2 separate regions of the Bombyx mori genome follow, and region 1 is linked to region 2. A link is a contact called in public Hi-C data. All regions are on one chromosome and are shown on one strand. Each heading gives the region's core, a stretch centred on a gene start, on an enhancer-like site or on the middle of the called end of the contact. The rest is flanking DNA. Distances are from core to core; before and after follow the strand shown. Region 1 holds the start of LOC101737831 (myosin-7B). Region 2 overlaps LOC101737831 (myosin-7B).

Region 1 (6,633 bases), core at 615-3,114, 41 kb before region 2:
TACAATAATGGATTACAATAACCGGATTCAATCACAAAGACAGGTAAAGAACATAAGTTTCTTGATTTTGAATCATTCTAATACATGCAATAAGTTAGAAATGGCTTGGCAAGTAACTCCTAATGTTGAAGCCGACTGATCCTCATAAAGCAATACCTACAATTAAATGAATGAAGAAAAGCTACACTTCCTGTGAATGATGCGTAATTCTTTTTTTTACCTATTCTAATAATCAAGGGGTTATTCTAGATTCGCCTAGTAGGTGAGCTCGCAGGGCTCAAACCTGACGTTGTTGTTAACACGAACCCTAGTAAGAGCTTCGCAAAATATATGACCAGATCAGAAATGCAACCCACTGAGAAGATCTGGCGAGAAACTCAGTGGGCTGTGTCTGTAGGTTAATTTACTCCGGGAGGACGGTGACCGGTGCTTGAGGTACCTAAAAGCACCGTTAATGGATCCTCCTGATCCGTCTCAAAGTGGTTTACTTCTGTTTGCTTCAAAATGTTTTTTATCTACCAAAATTGACCAGCACTCATTGCTAAACTATTGATAAGCTGCAACAACTTAGTTGCGGACCTAACGAAAGACTGTTGGTTCAAAAAATAACTTTAGGCCACTTATTGTTAAACTTACCGATCAATGACCCTAGCTGTTTTTACACTAAGCTTGCAATCAGACTTGTTTGTCGGACATGATAGGGATCTTGGTATCAAGCCATACAGTTGTAGTTTCTCTACTAATTGACTTTCTGCACTTGCAGTTCCATTGGTTTCTGTGAAATCGTTGTATAATTTTAAATTCCTGAAAAATCGTATGATTATGTTCACTGTAGTAATACTACTAATGTACATATATTTAATCACATAAACGTAAAATAACAATACAATATCGTTAGAGAATGAAATTTTATTAGGAGAATCTAAGTGACTGTCGAGTTTGTACATCAAACCTAAAGAGCCTTTATCAAATCCTAAACAAGTATTATCTAACTACAATTTACCCTGAACTTAATTCAATGAAACTTACCTTATGTTCGTATTGAACGGAAGATGTGATTGATTTTTAATTTCAAAAGTTGTTGAATCTGGTTCCATGTCGTAAAAGTTGTTTTGCTTAAAACTGACTATAGACAATTTTTTTTTTTGGTACAACTATTCCTTATGAAGAAAGGCATGGGGATTCTAAGCCCATACGCCTTGTCTGTTCTATATAATTTTTGAAATAAATTTGCAAAAAAGCCGAAGCCAAGTCTTGTATGATTTATATTTTATCATTATAATAGTGGTACATAGAGTTGTTGTAGGTACTTATTAACTCCATGTAGTGGTATTAATCCTGACATAAGTCAGTAATAGTAGTTTTATTTTTCCGAATTGAAAGGCAAAGGTATCATACCATACAGCCCTATCTTGTATATATTATTTTTATCAAATATGATATTATGAAATGAAATGAAGTTGATTAATATAAAACATGGCATGAAATGAATAGAAATAAGATGAGATGATATTGGATGAAATATAACCTTAGTAAAATGTTGGTCATTTACTGAGATTTTTTCAGTGGGCTTTTTGGAGAATCCCGAGAAGTAACGGCTTTGTTTCATTTTCCACATTCGTGCACTTTCACAAATATTAAACAGTTAATAAACTACCTTTATTACATATTTAAACGTGAAGAAACACTAAATAGACAAAATAAAACAAATCACACAGCCTCACTCCTCGCCTTCCCGCCAAAAAGTCCGAAGCTGTTAATGGACAGATTCATAGATAATTGACACAATGACCAATTGCACTGGCTTAAAACACTTTGTTTCCAAGCCAATAAAACTTATTAAAAAAATATTTGACCAATTGCCATAGCTTGCCATAAGAAAAAAAGAATATTATTTTAGTTCGTTTGCTCGCGTGTTTTTTGAATTGTTTTGTTATACATAACGCGAATAGTATCGTTTTTAGCTTTTATAATATTTTCTACAGAAAAATAATTAGAAGTACTGTCACGTCCAAGATTTGAATGTAAGTAATTAAATTTAATTCATAAATTAATTCTTCAGTAGGTACTTACATGTTCTAACTGATGTAAAGTCACAAAAAAACACATTTCTAGTGTTTTGATTGAGTGAAGTTAAATACCTTAGCGTATATATCTTTAGTTTATGAGGAAATTCGAATAAAACTTTAATAGATACTAATTGCAAACCTCCGGCATTACAAGAATAGAAAGAACACAAATTAAACTAGATTAGGAAACATGAGTATTTTCTCACACGACTTAGATATCAGTGCAATCCTCGTGGCTTGCTCACTTTTCTAATTTACATAGGCTCACTATCATACCTAGTTATTTTTAATGCTATTTATAAAAAAAAGAACAATTAAAAAAAAAACACAAAATAAAAAATGTTTAACAATGTTTAACAATAAATGAAAATTGTAAATTGACCCTTTACTTAATGTAAAAAAGATAATTACTAAAATTATGAGAAGAGATTTTTTTAAGTTCAATAGCAGTACCTAAGTACCTAATATTGAAAGCAATATTAGGTAAATATTGCATTATTACAGCTCATCATTCAGCAGTTCAGCATTTATTTGACTGTGCCCTTGGAATTACTGATATTCATGAGCATAAGTCATGTGGGCAGTAGTATCATTTTAGTTAAAATTTTGTTAAGCAAATATCTAAAATTAGCATTTACAAAAATCATATAGTATGGGAAAAAATCCAAAAATTAGATTTACTTGCTGCCATTTTAATATATAGTAAAAGTTCTTTATTTTAGCTTCCTTAATTCTTGTTTTCACTATTTGCGAATTTAAAAAATTCAATCCAATTCTTATCTCTATTTGTGGATCTAATAAATAAATCAGTACATAAACGTTGATAAGAGTGATTCCAATATGTAGGTATACAACTGAATATCCTTTGTAAATGCGCTTTTCCATATTTATGGTTTCTGTATTTGCGCATATTCATGGAATCTATACACCATAAATAAAGAGCTTTTATTGTATATTATGTGGTATTTCACATAGCACTGGTAGTGGTGGTATAGTAATATTTGCAGTATTCCCATTCTCGATAGACAATTTATTGACAATTATTGAAACAATGAAATTATTATATTCCTAAGTGTTGATTTCTTTCACCTAAGAGTTAGATTTCATATCATTAAAATAATAAATACATCTAATGTATATTTGTGACCAATACCAACAGCAGTGGCATAGCTCTTGCGACATACCATTGTTGATGGAATAAATAAAATCTTAATAGCCTATTTACATCAAAAATAGTCACTAAAATTTATCTTCTAGTAACAAACAAGTGTCTCTTATTTATTTTAAGCAATGTATTAAGAACACTTTTAACTATCTAAAAAAAATCTCTAAATGCAACAGTTTATTAAATAACAATCAGACATTTTACATACAACATTAAGAAACGACATTGTTGTTTGTTAATATTTATTACATCCATGACACAATTGCCATAGAACATTAACAATAGTGCATAAATATATGAGACAAAATGAATATGCAATTAATTACAGTGTTAATGTGTAAAATGTATATGCTTCTAAAAACATAAAATGCGGAATGAAAATTTAATCTCTTTTCTAAACTCAACAATTATACCCATAAAATGTAGTTATACTCTATTACAATAACACTCACAATTAATTAACTTAACTAGCCTCAGTGTTTGTTAAGACTGCCTAGTTGCTTACCAGAGTCCGTAGATATCACAACACCAAGGCTGCTAAACCCCCTTTCAGACATGGAGTCACAGTCTTTATTGTAGAAGCCCTTAATAGCATTAATCTATCAAATAAATGAAATTTAGTTTTCAACACCAATACTCATCTGTGGGAATTGGCCTTGAGTTGAAAAGTACTCGCGTATCAATATCATTGATCTATGATACATTCAGCACTTAGTACCTGGAACCACTTGACTTGTGTACAATGTGTTACATATACTGTGAACAGTAGTAGTTTTGATTGTGGCTGAGACTTATTGAAGCAGCTGACCACTTCTAATCACTGCTCTTTCTTGCCCTTCTCTATTGTCTGTCTGTTTTTTTTAAATATATTTTTTAAATAAGCAACAATCCTATATTTTTGGCTACAAACCTATAATGCGGATCCACTCGCAAATACATTTTTACGTTTAGCATAGTTTCAGAAATATCAAAAAAATAGTCCCTATGTTGTCTAGCCAGTTCTATGATTATTATGTTGGGCTGGTGGTCGTGGCGCCGACGACCGCCAGTCCAGTGAGGGTGATGGGAGAGATGTGCTCCGCACTAAACGCTTCACTTTCCCCCCTCTGCCTTGTCATGAGTTCTGTCTCATGCGAGGTTTGGACGTTGGTTGTTGAGCGACAGGAGGTTTTAGTCAGTTCGACTCTGACATACCCCGCCCAGTATCCCCAGAAATGGACGGAAGTCCGGCGATATACTCCTGACCAAAAAAAAGGGCCACGAACATGGCTACTGTTGACAGCAATAATAAACAGTTCCGAAAATTAACTAGAAATGAAGTGTTCGTATTCAATTCCAAACACACGATTGCTTTATCCAGTCGTTCACATTCGAGCACGATTAAATATTTTAAAAGTGTGTTTAAGATCATCATAAAATGCAAGCTTATTTTTAATCCGTCTCATATAGTTTCCGGTGTTGCATGCTCGTTATTAAGGTCATATACAGCACAGTGACGTAGACATGCCCGGATCTGCGAGGCCCGTTTTATCCGTAACAGCTTTGTCGGAAGTTAGGAGTGTTCACCGAAATAATGCTGACGTTAACACGAACCCATTAATTCGTCACCATCAAACTGTTATTGAATGCAACTAATAAGTTTTACAATGAAATGAGTTCTCCAAGCGTGGATAATTCACATATTTAGCACGAATTTATTAGCTTGCTAAGTATCTATCTAACTATCTATCTAACGGAAACATTGAACTTCATCCCCTTCAAATGGTCGGATTTATTGTTCGGAGTTATTGCGGTAGGCAGCGGCTTGGCTCTGTCCCTGGCATTGCTGAGGTCCATGGGCGACAGTAACCACTCACCATCAGGTGGGCCGTATGCTCGTCTTCCTATAAGGACAATAAAAAAAAATCTTGATCACTACTATTTTATACCCGATAGAAAATTATTTTTTTCTTTTTACTGCAGCTCGCTACAATAGATACCGTGTTTTAATTTTTTTTTTCCATCGTATCGAAGTTTGGAATGGCTTGTGTCTAAGAAGAAAATTGTCAGGCGAATGAAGCTTCACATTATCGAAACAAACTAAATTTCCTAATGCGAGACCAAGGCAGAAGAGAGTGACAAGTTGACACCGTAATCTAACAATAAACAATACATTAGCTAACACACACATACTGTTATTAGATTTCACCATCTCACCGTGAGACATTGGAACCAGAGTCGATGGGGTGTCAAACTGTCGAAGTACAACTGTGTACAATCAATATTATAAATTAGGTCTTGAATCTCATATATCTCAAGATAGACAGTAATATGTAATATGTAGTAATATGTTAATGTTATCATAATGTCGATGTCTTTTAATCTGTAGGTATTTCTAGGTTCTAGCGACTCGGCTATTGACATCAGCCTGTCGTCATCACTGTCATCATCAATTCAAACTATTTTTAACAGAACAGTAAAATTATACTTTTTTCGCTGCCTATCTACCTATTCGCTGGTAGCCTAAGGGGCTATCCTAGCTACGCGTAAACGGATACAGCACTCACGAGCTCAACCTGAGAGAATTTTTTAACACTAGCCCTAGCAAGAGCTGTACTTCGCTGAATAGATTCTGATTCCATCGAGAAGATTCGGCGAGACTTATTGGTTATAAAATTAGATCAATGAATCAACATCGTGATAACAATAAACCCTACCAAGAGCTGAGAGCCAAACTGCGTCCTTAAAAACCATTCAATTATTCCAAGTTCCCATAGTATTTACATTCGTGTGACGGAAGAAAACAGCTTGTGGCAAGTGTTGTGGGGACTTAACCCATAATTTACTACACTGTTTAGTAATCACATATTGATTGAAATAGGAGAGTTCTGCGTTTCCGATTATGTCGCAATTTAAATTGCAACAGATGAGTGTCGCATGATCGAAAGCATTTACACGCAACATTAGCAGAGTCGTGACCGGGGGATGGGAATGATTACGTCATGGATGTAATGCGGTGTCGAAGTAATTAAGAACGTCACAACGGTGGTTTCTACCTTTCATTTCACACGCTAGTTTCATTTCAGAATGGATATATTTAATTTTAGCTACTTAAAATTTACTTTTTCCGAATAAAAACCAATCCATTAATCGTAATTGGGCGATCGGCGAAACCGACATTTTGAAGTCTATTCTTTTGAAAGATTCGATGGTTCTCGATGATTTTTTTCTCGCAATAAGTTTGGGCAACTAACTAAGCAGTTGAAGTCGGGCACGAATCATGATTGCAACACCTCGAACTTAGGGTCGGGAGTCATTAAGTTGATGATCGAGAATTCGAAATGTTCAGTCAATCGATCTTCTGTCACGTGTCGATAGGTAGATGATCACGAGTCCCAGATGTTTAAATAACCGAACTTG
Region 2 (7,340 bases), core at 1,698-4,197:
AACCCACTGAGTTTCTCGCCGTATCTTCTCAGTGAGTCGCGTTTCCGATCCGGTGGTCGATTCTGCGAAGCACTGCTCTAGCTAGGGCCAGTGTTAGCAACACTCCCGGTTTGAGCCACGTCAGCTCACCTACTCGCCCGGTTACGCGGACATAGCCTCTCAAGGCTATCAGCTTAGGTAGGAAAAAAAAACGGATGAGCGGAAGTTCTCTTGACATTTTTCAAGAAAATGATTTATTTTTCAAAGGCACTTACGATACAATTAAGAATCATTGCTCCAGGTGTCGTTGTGGCGTCTCATGTCCAATAGTTCCAGTAACCATTTAATAGATACATTTATTTAATACCAGGCGAACTGAGATCTCGTGAGTTGTAGATAAACAGAACCCGCATTGATTATATTTCATTCCTTCTCGTTGCAGATTCAGAATTACGAAAGGTTATTTTATCATAGCGATCAATCACACAGAGATCGCGGCGTAGGGCGGCTTTAAATTGTTTATTTAATGCACAATAAGCTTTGTCTGCATTAACCCAGTTAATAATAATTTAACTGACTCGTCGAACTGACGCCATCAGATGGATTCAAGCCAAATAACTGAAAGCGTTCAGTTACTAAAACATTATGCTTATTTTATAACTAGAGTTAAATGTCTTAAATGTCTATGAATGTAAAAAGATGTAATTTCGTTTGTTTCGTGTCTATGGTACTTATACTAAAATATTATTAAACTTTTTGGTGTATCAAATAGGAAAAGTAATATTTTTCATAAAGACAATACGCATAATAATATGAAAAACGCATAGCGAGCGATCTCTTTGAGACAAGACCACTTTTGAGCGAAGTCTGTATGGACCAGTGATGGGCAAAGTACGGCCCGTGTGCCAACTCCGGCCCGCGGAAGTATTTAATCCGGCCCGCCGAGAGTCCATCCATCCTAAATATTCTAGTCAGCATTTTGGCGCGTAAAATAAAATCTGACGTTTATAATTGAAAATCTTCAAATTTTTAATGAAAGCTCCTTTTTAATTAAAACAATACGAATATTCGTCAGGGGTGTTTTCATTAAAAAGGAGCTCAAATTTGAGCTTTCACTATCTCATAATTAACTTACCATCATTATAATTATTTTGGCAGTATGTCACAGGTATTAGTTTATTTATTGGAAAAAATCATGCTTTTCACCTATCTATCACACGCCTCACGTCTCACACGCCTAACAAGGCGTAAAAGTAAAAGGTATTTTGTTTATTAAAAAGCTTTAATACAAAATGCATTTTTTCTATAATTCTGGACCTCCTCTAGAATTTCTTAAACTTTGTGGCCCGCAATTGAAAATGTTTGCCCACCACTGTTATAGAGTAGACGATGAAACTTGTACTAGTTTTAAGATATTACAATTAATTGATTTTTTATAGTTAATTTCACATAAATTATTTTGTATAAACTGTGCAACACACACAACAAACTGTTAACATAAAAATTTGGTATCGATATTGCATCACGATAACTTTTTTGAATTAATTCATTAAAAAGCGTCTTGACAATTCGTTGTTCGCTTAATTATGATTAAATTAATATTTAGTATTTTGCCATATTTTATATGCAGCAGGCAGCTGCATAGAGATTAATAATACTCGCATGCGTTATGATATTACAATTTATGTTTTACATAGGAGTTAACACACTCACATGTACCTTCTCTAGGAGGAAATCACCGGACTTCCGCCCTTTTCTGTGGATACTGGGCGGGGTATGTCAGAGTCGAACTGACTAAAACCTGTCGCTCAACAACCAACGTCCAAACCTGCATGAGACAAAACTCATGACAAGGCAAAGGGGGGAAAGTGAAGCGTTTAGTGCGGAGCACATCTCTCCCATCACCCTCCCCTTCGGAACGCCGGACTGGCGGTCGTCGGAGCCACGACCACCAGCCCTCTCGGTCGGCAAACTGTCCGAAGCCCGCCTAGATGGCGCCGGTTAGAGTGGGTTACCCTACGGAATACCCCGCTGGGCCAGAACCAGCGTGGGTCGAGGATAGCCGGCCTTCCATCACCCGGATGCTCTTGCGTAAAACGCGTGCAGAGCAGCTTGCACGTCGTCTTCTTAGGCCCCCCTCGCCGGTCCCCAGACCGACATGACTCACATGTACCTAACCAAGATTTTTTTTCTGTAAGAAGACGTACAATGATTTATACATTTGACATATTTCAATGACGTAAAGGTTATCGCGGCTAGTACTTAAATTTCCCCGGTATATGATAAAACTCATTTCGTTATAAAAATATTCGATTTTATTATATATCTGAGTAATCATCGACTGTTTCACCAATAGGTATCGAGTGATGCTACATAAATTGTTGTTATCTTATCGTGAAATATTAATGCGATAGTTGCGGTTTATGAACGCATTCGTAATAATTTAAAAGTTAAAACTTTCAAAACGTGTTTTGACTTAATTCGGTGTCGCAATCAACTTGCAGAATGTAAAGTAAATCTTTCTAATCGATTTCGTGGGCCCGGGAAAGTTCCTTAAGTGCATTTCGATTCACGGAATCTTCTGATGTATAAAGAGCGTCGTTATTATATGAATACTTTTATTTTTACCCTTTGTGAACGTTCACCGGCGCTCATGAATATCAGCAATGTCTCGAGCGCAATCGTATCCAAAGTTGCACTTTTTTTTTATTGCCCTTGTAGGCATACGAGCATACGGCCCACCTGATGGTGAGTGGTTACAGTCGCCCATGGACTTCAACAATGCCAGGGGCAGAGCCAAGCCGCTGCCTATCGCTTAATACTAATAATAATTAACTTAAAACTCTTAAAACATATTGTTTTCACTCCCTGATAAAAATGTATATTGAATACAACTTTTATACGATAGTTTGTAGTACAATTTACTTGGATTGAAAGCGGATATAGCTATTCATTTGTTTCCTCGACGTAAAAATGCGTCTCTAGAGATTTATGTGTGGTCAACTTCAACTAGCTCGTTAGTTTACGGGTAGAATGTGAAGAACTTGTATTTTTAAAGAGTATGATGATGTGGCCTCGACTTTAGACCTTCGCCGTGGCCTTTCAACGTGTTCAATTAACTAACAAGCTTCACGTGTCTGTTCTTTTTATGTCGTTTAAAATAAACCATATGTTTACTGTTTATAAAGAGGCATTTGTACAGACGCGACGCGACGCGACGCGAGCCTCGCTCTACAACCGTGACAAATTAGATTGGCAGTAATCGTACTAGGTGTTCACAGTTTGCCTCACTATCTAAATAGTCCGTATTGAATGGCCCCCTGCAGCAAATCGCAAAGAGCGATGACCCTTCGAATCCTTACTTGCACTTTATTACTTGTATTTATATTCTTGCGGACGCGCATCGTAACAATTGATGCGCGCTCAACTCGATGAAATTTCTCAAAATATTCGAGAATATTAAAATTCGAACAATATTTGACCTTCGAGGACGAGATAGGAATAAGTTGGGGCTATTGAGTGCGGCACGTTTATATTCATAAAGCACAATAAAGTGATTAAGTGGATAGATAGCTGATACCACAATCTATGTATGCACGTTTTCCCTCGTGATGCTCGAACGATTTTGAGTTCCGCCCGTTTAAGTAAAGGCAGTTATGACATTCATTTTCATTTTTGGTTTTCGTATTATTATTAATATTCTGTTTTTAGCCCGCTAATGAATGTAATATGGATGCAAAATCTAAAGTAAATTAAATAAATATACAAAATAAAAATTCATGTATTCATTTCAAAAATATCGATAGTACAGAGATATTCGTATTCATCATTTTCGAAACAGACAGCGTCGAATGGCCTCCGATCCATGAGAACTACAGCGTGTTTAACGCTGCATTCTACAGACAAACTCCATAATGCGGCGTGCATAGGTTTTTTCCGTTGTCACTCGTTTCTCTACTTGTAATTCTGTTTGGATATTTTAATGTAAATCGAGCATGTACTGTTTGCGAACCGCTTTTATGTTGTAGAATACCTTGTACATACGTCGTGCACGTAGAACGAAGCAAGCTTTATGTTCGAAGTGATGTCGACACAAATGAAGCCGTAAACCTGTGTCGTAACCGTGAACTTTACTGTCTAGTACACACTCGCAATATTCGTTTATATCGTTGATTGCGTCGTCCGTACAGTAAACATACCTTCTAGAAAAATACGTAGAACTCATTGAAATAGTCCGGATCTCATTGAAATTAATTCTAGACAGTTTTGCCACTACGGAATTATCCCTTCTTCGTTCTAATTCAGATCTTGGAAAATATATGGTTGAATAATATGAAATAATATGAAGAATAGATTTGGGCGACAGTGGATCTTTGTGAATCTTGCTTATATGGGATAGGGCCTAATTTGTCCATTTTTGCATGACCTGCATTATATCCATTATTAGGTTGATATGTTTTGGGGGTATCATTATAGACTTAATTACAATGTTATGTAGGTATTACAAATTTAAAGTTACATGGGCTTCATACAAGAGGCTATTAAATTACTGCTATTTTGACTGCCAAACCTGATAGATAGTCAGCGGTAAAGAAAACTGACCAAAAGACTGCTGTACCTTGTTTGTCTGCGTTTCTTTTTTTATTTATTTGTTTGATGGGCGGTGGTGGTTCGATTAAATATTGAAATAGCCCTGCCAACAGCAATTACCCAAATTAATTTTTTTCCGGGTTTGATAGTCGAAAATAGTCGCGGTTGGAGAACCTATCGGAGTTATAACGGCAGTCCCGTTGTAACTCATCAACTCAACATCATCAACAACATCAACTTATAAAACTATTATAAATTTGCATTAAACCGATTACTCTGCTCTGTTCTAATACGTTTGATTCTCAAAGTCATAATAACTTTAATTTTTTTCAGAACATGTAATTTACACTCGACATGGAAGAAGGTACTACTTGTGTAGAAGATACCGTATCCCCAGCGGGAGTCACTCAAAACAGTGAAATTTCTGAACAACAACAACAACAACTCGACGAATCGAAAACCGAAACTGATATCTCCGTAAATCCTGAAAATATAAGTTCTATCAAAGATGAAGAAAGTGAAATTAAAGAAGATACCGATCCGAACAAGGACGAAAGCGGCGTGGTCGTGGATACTGTAGAACAAGAACCTTTAACTATTTTTAAGCAGTCGTTAGGGGAGCAAGACGCGTGTGAAACGAATGAAGATGCGAGATCACTTGGAGATCTCGATAGCTTGCCGGCAGGAGACGAACTGGCGCTCGGTGCTGCGGGCAGCGATAGCGGTGTTGAAGGTTGCGGCCGCGCACTCAGCAGTGGTGGAGGATCCAGATCGTGCGCTTCTAGTGTCGTGTCGTGTGGTTCGGGCTGCGGCTCTGAGAGCTCCTCGTTGGCGGGCGCACCTCCCCTACCTCGTCGACGAGTAAATGTAAACGTTCCCGATCCGAAACGAAGTTCACCTATCGGTTCATCCACGCCACGACCGGCTACTGCACCTCGCGGACCGAACTTGGCCACTAGAGAACGTGCAAGAAGCAGAGAGAAACCAACTTTGCCAGAGAAGCCTCGACCGCTCACCCCTAAACCTCGGATCAGACCTAATGGAGATCTGCCGAATCTTGTTAGAGAAAGTCCCGCATTGCGCGCAAAGCCAACCAAAACCTCATCGGCTCGATGTCGCACCCCTAGCTCTCCATGTGAAGAAAAAAGGTGGCCAACCAATGGACCGCGACTGACGCCGAATCCAGAGAACACTGTAACTCGGTCCACCTCAGATAAATATGCTACTTTGCCTCGGAGAAAACGTGAGACGGACACCGAAGGTTCACCTAAACATGAGACAACACCACCAACGTCGAGGAGACCGACCGTTTCCAGGTCGGCATCTTCACGCTGTGCCATAAAAACTCGCGTGCGGATATACGCAGAGAGGACCTCCCAGACAGTACTCTTGGGAACGGACGTTGAAGCGGCGCTCGCGGGCATCGTGCCAAATATAGAAACGTAAGTTCCATTTTTGCTCGTAAAGCTTTTGGTTTAGGATCGCTCAGTCTCTATACTATAGTTAAGTACAGTTAGTAATAACATTAGTTGATTAAAGGTTCAAGCACATTATGCCGGGCCGCAGCGTGTCGGGGCGGAGCGCAAAAATCCGCTCAAATCGCTTAATACAATTTGTAAGAGTTATCGCACACTGTGTCGGGCCGCAGCGACTCGCATTGTTGCGACGCGGATTTGCGTCCGTGCGATGCGGCCCGCCACGCCCCGCTGCGTCCCGTCAACAGGGTGCTATAGCAAGCGGATTGCACGCGCGCACTTCTTTATTTTACGATATTTGCATTTTTTGGTATTTGTGTGTTCCTGTGGTGTTCACAAAAATTAATGAAGAACTTTTAATTAATTTAGTTTGAGGATACAAATAACTTTATGATTTGCAAGATCTCATTACGATAATCAACAAAAAAGAAAGTTCTTCCTCAGAGCAATCCATAACGTACAGTTGCACGCAAATACACAGCAGTTGCGCAGGCAGTATACTGTACTCAAAATCCGTCAAGGCACTGCGACCCGGCCCGTCACTAATGTGCTAGGTAAGCATTTTGCCCTGCGCTGCAGCCCGCTCCGCCCCGCTGCGGCCCGACATAATGTGCTCGAACCTTAACACGACTTGTATATAAAGCATAAACAGATCGTTCGTGGTGCGATTTCAGAAAGCTCGCGGTATCCCGGTGCGAGCGCGGCGTGCAGGCGAGCACGCGCGGCGCGGAGAGCGCGCGGCTGTCGGCGCTGCAGGCGGAGTGCGCGGAGCTGCGGGCGCGCGCCGCCGCCGCCGACGCGCAGCTGCGGGCCGAGCGCGCCGCGCGCCTCGCCGCCATCGCGCAGCTCGACGACAACACCCGCCGACTGCTCGAGCTCGCCGGCGCAGGTACACTATCCCACTGCAATCTTACTATCATCACAAGACATTCTAACGCCAATATGGGAAATTGAACACGGTACTTTTTGAAATGAAACTTCTAATGCTACTTCCAACAAGGTTGCATTTTTTCCTACCTAAGCTTATAGCCTTGAGAGGCTATTTCAGCGTAACCTTAACTAGTATGTGAGCTCACGGGATTCAAACCTGACGACGTTGCTAACACGAACCCTAGCAAGAGCCGTGCTTCGCAGAATCTACCACCGGATCGGAAACGCGACCCACTGAAAAGATCCGGCGAGAAAGTCAGTGGGCACAAGGTTGCGTTAAACGTTTAACGCTACCATACTAGAAAGAGACAGAGCAAGAGTGAATGCGTGGCACTCGAACATGCTGAGCAATCTGATTTAAGGATG

Evidence for each region. A called contact is a pair of places that touch in the nucleus more often than the background predicts.
Region 1: a Hi-C map of midgut shows a contact between it and region 2, with 1.9 times the contacts expected there. The contact joins the promoter of LOC101737831 here to the enhancer-like site in region 2. A contact is called at or near these places in 2 of 7 Hi-C or Micro-C datasets (midgut and whole pupa).

The regions. Positions count from the first base shown.
Region 1 is chr10:4,261,800-4,268,432 of ASM3026992v2, reverse strand. It overlaps LOC101737831 (myosin-7B), which reads left to right and starts at 1,864. Exons shown (of 12, transcript XM_038013281.2): 1 at 1,864-2,024. It overlaps LOC101746064, which reads right to left and starts at 1,326. Exons shown (of 7, transcript XM_004930340.5): 1 at 1,030-1,326; 2 at 637-804. The coding sequence starts at 1,097.
Region 2 is chr10:4,221,203-4,228,542 of ASM3026992v2, reverse strand. LOC101737831 (myosin-7B) reads left to right here. Exons shown (of 12, transcript XM_038013281.2): 2 at 4,903-6,011; 3 at 6,719-6,933. The coding sequence starts at 4,924. Among protein-coding and RNA genes, the nearest start is that of LOC134199473, 9.5 kb to the left of the region's middle. Within about 2 kb of position 2,947, at least 6 of the 8 cell types and tissues checked have open chromatin away from gene starts, as enhancers often do.